Regions from separate parts of the Mus musculus genome. Here region 1 is linked to region 2. A link is a contact called in public promoter capture Hi-C data. All regions are on one chromosome and are shown on one strand. Each heading gives the region's core, a stretch centred on a gene start, on an enhancer-like site or on the middle of the called end of the contact. The rest is flanking DNA. Distances are from core to core; before and after follow the strand shown. Region 1 holds the start of Adamts17 (a disintegrin-like and metallopeptidase (reprolysin type) with thrombospondin type 1 motif, 17). Region 2 holds the start of 1810008I18Rik (RIKEN cDNA 1810008I18 gene).

Region 1 (2,700 bases), core at 120-2,619, 1.0 Mb before region 2:
ACTAGAGATACTGACAACAGTTCCTCTCTTGGTCTTACCTTTTCAGCTAGCAAAAATGAGACTAACCATGGCCTGCCTGGGGTCCCCTCCTAATGTAAGAAGGCTCAAGGGACAGAAGAGAAGTGCTTAGATACCCCATTCCTAGACAGGGAATGAACACTTTAGAGCTTCCCCATAACGTGCAGAAAACATACACACCTGTGCTGATGCTGTCAGAGTGGGAACGACAGGTTCATATTCTTTCCTCTAGGTGAGCTATAGCTAATTTCTCAATGCAACCCCACCTCGGCCAGGTTCAGGACACAACAGAAGCCAGGACAATAACAGGCCTTCCCCTGTGTTCTCTCTCCTAGGAAGGCACAGTCTGAAAGGGCCAAGTGAAGGAGATGGGAAGGTAGGTCTTCTCCCGCCCAGCCCTCCGCGGGACCACCCCAGGAGAAGTAACAGACTGGGCAAGGCAGACCCATAGGGGGCGCGGGCAATACCAGGCCGCCGGCGGCGCCGCAGGCGCTGAGGGAGACGAGGGAGCCCGGGTGGCCCAGGACTCGTCCGGAGTAGAAGCACAGCTCGGCAGGATGTCCGCTGCGCCCCGAGACACCCGCCTCCTCCACCTCGAAGCCTGGGGACAGGAAACGCAGGTCGCGATGCAGCTGCAGGTATAGGTCGCGCCCAAAGGCCGGCAGGTGCAGTAGCAGGGCGCGCTCTCCTTGCCCTGCTCGATGGCCACCTGGAGATGCTCGCGGTCGCCGCCACCGCCGGAGCCCCGCTGCTCCCGGCAGCAACTGCAGGTGCACGTCCTCGGGGCGCAGCCGCCTCGGGAGCACCACCTCCACGTCGGCCGCCGCGTCGCCGACAGCTGCGGGGAGAGAGGACACGCGTCAGCACCAGCCTGGCCACCAGGGCTGCCGGCCGCTCCGGCGCTGACTCGCAAGGCTCCGTGGGTATCGCGCAGCCGTGACCCCGCACTCCCTTCCCTCCCCGAGCCGGGCCTCTCCAAGCTGGCGAAGCCACTCGATCGCACCGGGGGTCAGCTCGCCATCCGCGTGCCGAGAGGGAACCAGAGACCAGTTCTCCGGCCGCGGCCTTCACTCTCCTCCTCAGGGGATGCTGTCAGCGGTCCACCTATGCACCCGGGCGCCGGGATGCTTCGGGAAGGCACCGGGAAGGTGGCCGCGAGAGCTAGGAACGCTACCTGTGCCCGGGTCCAGCCCCCACACCAGCAGCAGCAAGGACAGGACGAGAGGGGGCAGCAGGGTGCCGTCACACATGGTACTTGGGACCAGCAGCCCCCAAGACTGTAGTGATAGAGCAGGGACTCGCGAGGCGGCGAAGCCAACCGGAGTGCAGCCCTGCAGCCTTTGGAAAAAGTAATTAGCGCTGCGGACAAACCCAACATGGTAAATACTAAGCCCCACCTTCTCCTTGGAAAGTAGGCGGTGATTGGGCTTTTGCTTTTCTCTGCCCCGCCTTCCCTGTCCGTATTGGTTAGGGCCGGTCGAAACCAACGTGCGTAGTTAGGTTGTAAGCACTTTCTTACACGTGGTTTCTAGGCAGTAGGTAGGCTGTGACACCAGGTGGCAGGCGCGAGCCGGCTCAGCTGCAGCATCTTGGAGCAGCCAGGAGGACACCAGCCTGGTCTTCAGTTTGTTCACATTTGGGAGATCACCTTTGAGGCTTCCTAGGAAGATAGGCCAGACCAACCAGTTCAGTACAAGAAAAAGAAAATCTCTATGTATTGAAGTGACTCCTATTTTTGATTAGTTTGGGCTGGAAAGACGCAGCCCAGTGTTCCTAGCACACCTGAATTCATGCCTGACTTCTATATCTATGGTGTTTGTCCACACCCCGCAGGCTTCTTGCAGTCTATACTTTCACAGAATCCAAGAAGGTGAGAGCATAATAACACTCCCCTGAAGACTGGGAAACTGAGAAAAAGGAAATGTAAGGAGCCTGCTTAAATTGGACAGCTAGTATCTGTCAGAGCCGTGTCTTGTGTCTGTGATCCTGACTTTAGGTCAGGTGTGTTTAGGGAGGTATATTAGCTGCGCTTTGCATCGCAGGACCCTGGAGAGCTGAGAGGCAGAGCCTGAACTTGAACCCAGCCTTTCACGAACAGAATGAGTGTTCAATTTTCCAGCAGAATCTAGCCAGATATTATCCCTAGCAGACCCCTATGGGTAATCCCATTGGCCTCTTTAAAATTGTCCTACAGATAGCAGGACTGACTGAGCACAGGGATACCACAGCAGTCACAGATGGCTCCTCATCTCTCCCTTTTTGTCTGTTTGCTTGCTTGTTTTCAAAAAGGCCCCTACTCACCCCTCATCACAGGATCCAGACTTCATCACAGGGCTGAATTACCAGAAAGCATCCAGAGACGAGGTAAACACTGGTGAGTTTCCCTAAGTTTGGTGCCCCTGTCCTGGTAAGCTGTCTGCAGCTCTCCACAAAGGCGTATCACAGAATGTGCTGCCGAGCCAGTCTCTGATCTAGTGGCTGTCACTCACCGGTTGGCACCCTCGGGTGACTGGCAGCATGGGTCAGGCTCTGTTGGTGGCTATGAATGAGTAGGGCTTTGCCTCACTTGACCATGAGAATTTGACTGTGACCTCAACCATGTCATGGGAAACAGGAAGAAAAGGAGAAGCCTTAGCCCTGTGTGAGTGTGTGTGTGTGTGTGTGTGTGTGTGTGTGGTCAGA
Region 2 (2,700 bases), core at 180-2,679:
GTCCTTCTACCCCCCCCCCCCCCCCCCGCTCCTTCCATGGAGTGGAAAGGAAAGGAGAGAAAGAACCTAGCTCTTAAGACAAGGCTTCAGTGGCACAGCCATCCCATGCCTTACCTGGGAAGGAGGAACTAACCTGCCTGGGTGCGGATCCCTAACGATGCAAAATCTAAGGCCCGAGGAAGTTTCCACAGCTGTGCCCAGGTAGAAGCAGACTATCCCGAAGCCTGTGGTTACCACAAATACTGGATGGAGACAGACCCAACTCAGCACAGCTCAGCTGCTCTTCTTGGCGCACCAAGGTGAGCCCCTCTGCCGCATCCTGGGGAGAGACTGCCAAGCTCAATAGCCACCTGCTTCCCAGGAGGTCACACATGAGCCTTGCAGGATACTCTGGGCCCCAGGATGTCCCAGGGTGTTTTGACTGGCGGTGAATGAGACAGCTGTTTACAGAGGGAGGGAGAAGAGAGGAAGGGAGAGAGGAAGGGGTGGGCATTTTACACAATTTAATAACCAGAGGAACAACAGCAGTTACAGAAAATTTAGCCAAAATGTCATTCAGGGACGGGAAAGAGCAATTACTTAAATATTTAAAACAGACACCCCAGGAGTGGCCATGGGGGCCGTTCTTTGTTAATATTTAACCGGAGCCGGGCAGCCACCGAGAATACAACTGTTTACAGGAGATATGAACTAACACCCACTATTTGCTGAAAGCTATGGGGAGACTGTAGCTCTTGAACAGCTGATGATGTTCCTAAATCCCAGCCGCTCCAGTAGGGCCCCCCCCACATCACCACCATGAGGCCACAGGGGTGGGGAGGCCACAGCTGTCCCCAGAGCCCTGTGAAAACTGTAAACAGGCAGGCAGGGGTCAGCTGTCTTGCTCCAGACTCACAGTTTTCAGGAAGCCCAGCCCTGCAGCTGGGCCTGGGAGGTGGCTGCTGGCAAGATCATCAGCCCTCACTCCTGCAGACCCTGGCCAGGCTATCCTGGCCTCATCCACCCTCCTGGGCAGACACCATGCATGAAGCCAGGTGCTGATGAGCAGAGGAACTGGATCCCAAACTGGCTTGCTATGTCCCTCAATTCACACCGGGGCCTCCTGGGACACCAGACTGGGCTGTCTATAATTAATAAGCTAGCCTGTTTGCAGGGTTGGTAGATAGATAGGCCCTTTGTTCATTACAGCATCTACCTCCATGAGCTTGGCTTTTACCTACAACTGCCTCAAGTCTCATGGCTACCCTGCTGCTATGACAACCACTTCCCAACTTACTTGGGCACATTAGTTAAAACCCCACACAGATCCAACTTACTCCTCGGCTGCACTCTACCAGAAAGCCCAGCTCAAGCCCAAGGGAAAAAAACGTCACCTTTGAGTTCGTAGGCTGTTTCCAAGGTGCCACAGTTGAGACCACGTGTGCCTTTCAGAAGCCTGTGCCCCGTTGCATCATCTAATATGTTTGTTACAAAGTTGCCCAACCCTAGACCCACAACCCTGGCCTCCTCCCCGCATGCCACTGCCAACTGGTAAAAACCACAGATGGCCCTGACCTATTGAGCCCTTCTAATTGTTTGCACACCTGGTCAAGAGAAGAGAAAGATGGAGCAGGGAGGCGCGCTCTGGAAAAGCTAGAGAAGAACTGGGGCCTGCACAACAATATCTGTTAAAATAAAATAAAATCTAGTATATAAGAGCTAAAGTTTGGGTAGATATTTAGTACGTGATTTCACACACACACACACACACACACACACACACACACACACACACACACACATTCATTCCTTCTCAGGACAGTTGGCACACGCTGTCTAGAGTACTAAAACCATAGTCATTAAACTTTTTCTGTTCACTGAGTAGCTCTGGATACTAGAAATCTGAAGGAACGTTGAAGAGATTATGACTAAGGAACATGAAATGATCGGCTAAGGTTCTAGTTTAGCTAAATGCTGGCCAATGGGATCTAGAGACATCCACGGCCACTGAGTCATCAATTAGTCATGTGAACTTTTTTTTTTTTTTATTTTGATTGTTGCTACGGTTTCAACACAACTTCCTCTACCTCCCAACTCAGGTTGGAATTTTGTCCCCATTGTGAAGTAAGTGTTAGAGGGCAGACACAGTGTAGCCAGCAGTGAGGCCTTCACTGGACTGAAGCATGCATGGCCCTTGCCTTTTGGGGGGAGATCCCTTGCTGCTTGGGACTCTGCCAGCAGAAAGCCACCACTCAATACAGTCTCTCGTCCTTGGGTCTTTGCGACAGTGAACTGAAGAAGTCCTCTTTTCTTTTGAACTCACCAAGGCAAGGTGTTGTGTTTTCTTAGTAGGCAAACGTTTCTAGCTTCAGAGTAGTACTGTAACATGGTGGGGGGGGGGGGGCGTCTCTTTCTTGAAGCCATTCAGTAGTCAGTTACAGACAGGCCACTTTGAATCCTCTTATCATGTTCCCTCCTGGATGGTAACCAGACTGCTTTGCAGTTAGGAGACCTGGTGGACATAGCCAGGGGTGTCCTTGCTTTGCTGTTTAAGGGTTGTATCCTTCCCTGGCTAAAAGCTTATTCAATCCTAGCAGGCATGCCCCTGCACAGTGCTTGGCTTGTCTGTCATGGCTTGCTCATTTAACACACAGCCTACCCTGGTGCTCCTTCTGCTGTCCCCTCTTCAGCACCCTGATGGGCTCAGTTGTCCTAGAATTG

Evidence for each region. Capture Hi-C pulls out chosen DNA fragments and counts their contacts.
Region 1: a contact with region 2 is called in a promoter capture Hi-C map of liver, with 3 times the contacts expected there. The contact joins the promoter of Adamts17 here to the promoter of 1810008I18Rik in region 2.

The regions. Positions count from the first base shown.
Region 1 is chr7:66,838,404-66,841,103 of GRCm38.p6, reverse strand. It overlaps Adamts17 (a disintegrin-like and metallopeptidase (reprolysin type) with thrombospondin type 1 motif, 17), which reads right to left and starts at 1,369. Exons shown (of 23, transcript NM_001033877.4): 1 at 1,193-1,369; 2 at 486-856. The coding sequence starts at 1,268. Gm33627 (a long non-coding RNA gene) reads left to right here and starts at 1,313. Exons shown (of 4, transcript XR_391554.2): 1 at 1,313-1,397; 2 at 2,308-2,392.
Region 2 is chr7:65,801,766-65,804,465 of GRCm38.p6, reverse strand. It overlaps 1810008I18Rik (RIKEN cDNA 1810008I18 gene), which reads right to left and starts at 1,429. Exons shown (of 3, transcript NR_167723.1): 1 at 1,317-1,429; 2 at 134-440. It overlaps Gm51485 (a long non-coding RNA gene), which reads left to right and starts at 2,116. Exons shown (of 3, transcript XR_003946789.1): 1 at 2,116-2,311.